Regions from separate parts of the Mus musculus genome. Here region 2 is linked to region 1. Evidence: chromatin contacts called from public promoter capture Hi-C data. All regions are on one chromosome and are shown on one strand. Each heading gives the region's core, a stretch centred on a gene start, on an enhancer-like site or on the middle of the called end of the contact. The rest is flanking DNA. Distances are from core to core; before and after follow the strand shown. Region 1 holds the start of Cep20 (centrosomal protein 20). Region 2 overlaps Abcc1 (ATP-binding cassette, sub-family C (CFTR/MRP), member 1).

Region 1 (3,199 bases), core at 194-2,693:
AATTGGTTAATCCTTCTAATTTCCTGAGCTACTGACCAAGTATTCAGGCACCATGGTTTTACAAAATAGGAAAGCCTAACTGAGTAAGACCATTCTAAGGCTACAGAACAGGTTTCGAAGGTTACTCAGGTCTTCAAATTTATGCAGCAAGAACTTTATTCACTGAGCCATTCCTCTAAATGGATTTCAAACTTTAAAACTGCTACCCACTTTAAGAAATATCTCAGAAGCCTGATATGGTGATGTACTCCTGTCATTGCAGCACTTGGGAGGCTAAAGAAAGGAGGGCTAATTCAAAGCCACCCTGTGCACTTCAGAAAAAAAACAAAACAAAGCTAATCTTAGGAAGAACATACATCTATCTCCCTGAGGCAAATTTAAAAACAAAACCAAGTTGTGGCAGTATAGGGGCGTTCATCACTTTGAGAATGAGGCAAAAAGAGTGTTTGTTGTTAGTTCAATGTCAGCCTGAGCTACAGAGTGAATGCCCAGATAGCGTGGACTACAAGATGAGACAAAAACAAACAAACACCCAATGATTTCTTTTAAAGTCTATATTTTCTATTTCTTACAGTTTACTTCCTCGAAAATATGCTCACTAGCATCCACTCATAGACTTCCACTATTGGGCTGTCCAGAATTTTAAGGGTCCAGTGTCTTAGACTCCCTGGAGAGTCAACTGCCATTATACTGCCTCACATTTTGAATGTATTATTCCCATGTTTGTTCTTCTTAATCTTTTATCAGCTGTTTCCACAAACAACTCGAGGATTCCAAATGTACTCGGTGTTAACGGTAGTGTAGAGAGCAAGCTTTGAAGAGATGCTGGCCTGGGTTTAGGTTATCACCTGCTCCACCATTTGCCAGTGATCTTCCTTTAGACACTCAACTTCCTCCTCTGTATAACGGGCATCATTGACCTGAGGCGTGTAAAGACTTCCTAGTGTTCACTTTCGAGTGGGTGCCGTGTAAGATGATTTTTAAGGTGGCACTTCTCAGACTAACAGCATCCATCCACAGCATTCTGGAAGTTGACAGAAAAACCAACTCTTGGTCCGTGCCTCAGAAAGACCCAAGGGTGGGTCAGAGCAGTCTGTTCTAACCAGTCTTCCAGGTAATTCTGACGCTGGGTTGTGTCTGGGACTCGGACTGAGCACAAAGCCTGCCAAGGTGCGGGGAGGGGAGGTGAACAATCAGCACCTTGACCTGTAGGACTTGGGCGGCGACAAAAGGCAAAGCAGTTGGGTACAGATTTGGCTCTGGCTCCAAGCTTTTCTGCAGTGTAGCCCGCCTCACACGGTCGCTGATTGGTGGAGTCTCATGTGGCGGCTCGCCAATCACCGGAGCGCAGGCACAGACGCGGTCTAGCAGAGCCATACTCCTATTGGTTGGAGGCCGCGCCGAGAGCCGTGCGTACGCACTGGAGAGGCGTGGCACCAGCAGCCGTTGAAAAATGGCGACTGTTACGGAACTGAAAGCTGGTGAGTGCATTGAGGGGATGCTCGGTTGCGGGAAGCGTCGAACCTTCCGTATATGATAGGGATGGGACAGAAGGAGAGCGCGCGGGACATCGGCTCATCTTTTTCCAGGGTCGTTCTAGGGTGGCAGGGCCCACCAGGGGCGGCCTTTGCGCATGCGCTATGTTAGGGCCAGCCTTTGAGCTGGAGGAAGGGACTGGTATCTGTTGTCCCCTCAGGACCTCTGGGTATCTCTTAGAACCCTACTGAGCAGACAGCGCCCAAAGGCCTGCGTTCCGAGCTGACCACGACAACACCACAGCCACGATTTGGTGACAGACACACTTCCCAATGATTTGCACGGCTAGCCCATCCGGACGACAACGTATGGCTAGGTCCTCCTTGTCCTTTGGCAGAAACCTGAGACAGAGTTGTCCATCCTGGCGGCTCTTCAGGATTTTTCGGAAGAGGTTTTCCAAAATGGTTGGTTGTGTGCAGGGTGCATGCAGGTTCCATCCCCAGGACTACAAAACAAGGAGTAGACATCAATAACGCGTGTATACTGTTAACTCTGAATAGTAATTAGAGTTAACGTTTGAGTTGTAATTGGAGTTAAGGTTCAGTATGTGATTCTATCAGACCCTTAACAACTCATCCAACTTGATTCTGTGTAGCAACGCTATGTCCATTTCATACATGAGAGTTGGAATATTTCATCCACGATAATTTAGATAGAAATCGACTCGTGTGGAAACCCCATAAGGTGCACTGGCTTAATCATGCCATTCTGCTTCCCGTAGAATAAACCTAGTTCTGAGTGTCAAGGAATTCAGAGACTAAGCCAACGGTAATGGAAATCTGGAGAGAACCAAATGGAATAGTTTGGAGACTAAGATGTAGTAACTATTGACTGCATATGTATTGGGGACACTGCTGGTGAGCATTCCAAAAGCAGACATACCTCAGTCCCCAGGAGGGACTTCACATGAGTCAATGAGCTGTTCTGGGGATGGGAGTATACATAGTACATGTATATTGTATAAACTTTTCATAGGATTTCAAGATAAAGTCTATGGAAAAGAAGTTGGGTTAAGACCAATTCCTGAAGGCATTTTTATAATAATAGCATTGTAAGCATAAGACTACAAGTAGCAAAATGATAAAAGAGCCCAGAGGTTATCCCTACAAATTGAGGGGGACCTCCTTATATATGTTCTTCTGCGTTCTCTGGTTCTTGGTATGCTTTGTGTCTGAGAGAAAAGTAATAAAAACTTGTTCCTAATCAGTGATCTTACATTTTCTGGGCTTTTACTGGTCTAAAACCTCTTCCATTTCACCTAGCTCTTTCTCTGAGAAGTAGAGTTCATTACCTCGGAGAAGGCAGCTGAGGCATGGTTTAGGAATCTGCCACCAAGTATGAAGGACATGCTGCGTTTCCCAAATCCAGCTCATTACTTTGCGTTTTCTGCAAAGTTTGAGGCTGTACTGTGTGTACTTCAGAGTAACTGGGACAGGATGCTTGCCAGTAGAAAAGACTCTTTCCCTTAATTTCCAAAGATGGAACTAGAGAACGGGGATTGTGTTATGATCTTAAGATAAAGCTGTCCTTTTATGGACCTGTTTCAGAGTATAATTGGTTGACACCTGTAGAAAGGTTGAAGGAGTGCTTTAGAAATAAAAGAGAAGAAAAGTGAAAAGTCTAAGAGTGGCTATCCTCGATCACGTGGCCAAGGACTGTTGTT
Region 2 (3,402 bases), core at 878-3,377, 93 kb before region 1:
CCCAAGGCTACCTGGCTCAGGAGCTTCTAGGAATTCTCCTATCTTCACTGCTCAGTGCATATATATGCACTACCTTGCCAAACTTACCTAGTTCTGGAAATCCAAACTCAGGTTGTCAAGCTTACACTTTACCTAGTTAGACATCTCCCCAGGTTCTGAACTTGAATTTCCATCCAAGACTTCATCAAAGAGAGCCAATCTGTCTAAGAAACCCAGCTACCCACAGGTAACATGTAGTCTCACTAATATCCCTCACACTTGCCACTGAGAGCCATTTTATTAAGAGATAAGCGTGATGAGAGCTATCTTTGGCCCCATGGTCCCCACAGCCCCCATCCTTTCTTTGCTGAGGATGCTGGCCTGGAAATCTCCACAGGTCCTGGAGAGCTCCAGCTAGCTGTCCCTGGATTATGGGGTCACAGGATTGGGTGTGGTGCCTGGCCTACCTTACGATAGACAGCGCCCACCACAGCAGTCTTGATGCGCATGCCACTGACGAAGCAGATATGAAAGTACTGGTGGAGTGCCAGTGTCTGCAGACAGGCGCTGACAAACAGCAGTGCTGTGTAAAAGTAGCCCTGCCAGTCGGGAGCCTCCCTGTCATTCACGAAGTTGATAATCAATCTGTGGGGGTGGGAGGGAGATTTAAGTGTGATACATACAGTAGGGGCAAATACTTTCAAGTCACCCTAGTGATTTCCACCTGAGCCATCCACCAGGCAACACTTTACCTTATAGGGGTGCTATGACTGCCAGGTACCAGATTATTACAACAGAGACCTCTGCCTTGGGATCACGATACCGATAGTTAGGTCTCTCCACCAGCACGTCACTCAAAGGTAGTCAAATAGAGCACACTGAGACCAAGGTGATGGAGAGAAAGATGGCAGAGGCCCGCTTGCTGGATTCTTGGTTTCCAGCTGCAGATATTCATGAGATCTACCTGCACCCTTGCTCTAGACAGTCCCATATCCTCCTAACTTTGGATTCAGGAGGTTTTCGTGACTTGCAATCAAAGTGGCCACAACTCAGATAGTAATTAAACAAAGCTGGGGAAGATGAAGGTAAGGGGCCGGTAACAAGCCTGCTCTGGCATATGACAGGACCGCCCAGGAGGTTATGGGGAACCAGGTTCTTACTCCAAGATCTTGGGGCCGGCAAACATCATCAGGTCATGAAGGGCCTTGTACAGGAAGCTCATGAGGAAGTAGGGACCAAAAGTCTTGTATAACACCTTGAACAGAGAGGGCTCCCGATCCTTGTGGGGTGACTTGACAATCAGTGCCTCCACCTCCTCATTCACATCCAACTGGGAACTTCCCTTAGGCTTGCTGGGATCTTTGGGAGGGGCATACACAATCCGTACAGGCTGCCTATAATGAGAGGAGAGTAAAGCAGTTATCTGGTCTACCAGAGATAGCCCACAGTCAAGAGAATAAAGAAGAGCCGGGCGTGGTGGTGCACGCCTTTAATCCCAGCACTCCGGAGGGAGAGGCAGGCGGATTTCTGAGTTCGAGGCCAGCCTGGTCTACAAAGTGAGTTCCAGGACAGCCAGGACTACACAGAGAAACCCTGTCTCGGAAAAAAAAAAAAAAAAAAAAACAGAATAAAGAAGAACAGAACCCAAGACATATCACCATAGAGTCAAGCTTAATGCAGTGAGTATAACCCTGGACTTGGGAGCCATGGGTTCAGATTCCCCCTGGGCCATCTGCTGGCTGCAACTGCAGGGATACTAAGGCTAGTTTCCTCGTTTGCAAGGCAGGGCTCATAGTAGCCACGCGTGGTGGAATGTGACTGTAACTCCAGTGCTGGGAAGCTGGGAGAAAGAGGTCACAAATTGTCGGCAACGATGAGCAACATAATGAGGCTCTGAGTCAATAAACTGGAAGTCCTGCCTCCCTCATGGATGGACAGAATGACAGGCGTGCTGGCCCCAAGCTCAGCTAGACACACAATCCTAAGAGGCTGTAGCTGAAAAGCATGGCAGCATGATGGCCCCAAACTCCTCTACAGATTCACAATCCCTATCAGAAGCTCAGACGGCTGCTTCGCATCACAGGAAGTGATGGGGCAGTTCTAAAATCTGAAATGGGAACTAGAGACCCAGATAAGCTAAAGCCTTCCTAAAAGAGAAGACAAAGCTGACAGATGTCAAGACAGAAACAAGGAAGCCACACAGGGATCAGTCTGGGCCCACAATTAAGGGCCCAGAAGCTGGTGATTTCTGTCAAGTCTATTCACTGGAAATAAATCTTTTTTTTTTTCCTCAAAAGCTGGTGATAGGCCAGGCAAAGTGGCTCATGCCTGCAATCTTAGCACTTGGGAAGTAGGTAGGAGGAGTGCCAGGAGCCTGGGCTACATACATGTATAGGAAGGGCCTCTCTAAAATTAAACAAAACAAAACAAAATAGTAATAGGAAACTAGATAGCCACATGCAAAGAATAAGCTGGACCATGATACCATATTATGTATAAAAAGCAAAGACTTTTTTCTATTTATGTTTATGTGCACTATATGAATGCAGGTATTTGTGAAAGCCAGAAACGGGTGTTGGATCCCCAGAAACCAAAGGTTACAGGTGGTTGTAAGCTACCTGGGGTGGGTGCTAGGAGCCAACCCTTGGTCCTCTGTACTGGAAGCAGGAGGTCTTACCCATGGAGTCATCTCTCCAGCCCCACAGAAATACACTTAGAAAGGATCCAACTTCTACATGCAGAAGCCAAGAGCTATAAAGCCTGCCAAGCATGACCTGCACGTGCTTGAAGTCCAGCACTTGGCAGATGGAGGCAGGAGAACCTTGACGTTCAAGGTCACTCTCAGCTATATAGGAAAGAAAATACCAGCCTGGGTAGGGTTATGTGCCAAAACTTTATATCAAAGGTGAAACAAAATAAAACCACCACCACCACAAAACAAACCAGTATGGCTACACAAGTTTCCAATCAGACTTGTTTCATAAACTTGAGTCACAATGACTTAGCCCTGTGACCATCCTTCTGTGTGGTGTTGTAGTTCTGTCCTGTCCTACATAGGATAGTCCTGAATAAAGACAAATACCCCACCAGACATCCACACCACTAAAATGCTAACCTGAAGTCCCCTATCTACAGACACAAGTTTATACAGATTGTATTCTTACACATTTATATACAGTACTCCCTCTTATCCATGGATACGACTGGTTCTGTTTTCTTACAAATACCTATGATAAAAGTTTAACCTTCAAGTCAAACATCAGTTTTTTTAAAAAGGAAACACACCATCCTGTAGTAAAATGGCACAATGTAAGTGTGTTCTGTTACTCTCAAAACAACGTCTACTACCCTCACCCTTCCTGTGGTCCTCAGAGACAGCAGACTGAGGCAACGACAGGCCTGTGTTGTACTTTAGACTGCTAC

Evidence for each region. Promoter capture Hi-C pulls out the DNA fragments that hold promoters and counts their contacts.
Region 2: a contact with region 1 is called in a promoter capture Hi-C map of the HPC-7 cell line, with 2.6 times the contacts expected there. The contact joins the enhancer-like site here to the promoter of Cep20 in region 1. A contact is called at or near these places in 6 of 39 promoter capture datasets (the 3T3-L1 cell line, the HPC-7 cell line, HPC-7-derived erythroid cells and 2 more), 2 of 15 datasets of contacts at CTCF or cohesin (CD8 T cells and the NIH/3T3 cell line), 5 of 484 Hi-C or Micro-C datasets (3T3-L1-derived adipocytes, ECoMG myeloid progenitors, cardiomyocytes and 2 more), 3 of 115 datasets of contacts at active chromatin or transcription factors (the HPC-7 cell line, embryonic stem cells and trophoblast stem cells) and 5 of 9 other capture datasets (adipose tissue, embryonic stem cells, liver and 2 more).

The regions. Positions count from the first base shown.
Region 1 is chr16:14,315,576-14,318,774 of GRCm38.p6, reverse strand. It overlaps Cep20 (centrosomal protein 20), which reads left to right and starts at 1,443. Exons shown (of 5, transcript NM_025345.2): 1 at 1,443-1,481. The coding sequence starts at 1,454.
Region 2 is chr16:14,408,671-14,412,072 of GRCm38.p6, reverse strand. It overlaps Abcc1 (ATP-binding cassette, sub-family C (CFTR/MRP), member 1), which reads right to left. Exons shown (of 31, transcript NM_008576.3): 8 at 1,140-1,373; 9 at 447-624. Among named protein-coding and RNA genes, the nearest start is that of Abcc1, 49 kb to the right of the region's middle. Within about 2 kb of position 2,127, at least 10 of the 459 cell types and tissues checked have an H3K27ac peak or open chromatin away from gene starts, as enhancers often do. A contact at or near this core is called in the HPC-7 cell line, where this site is marked.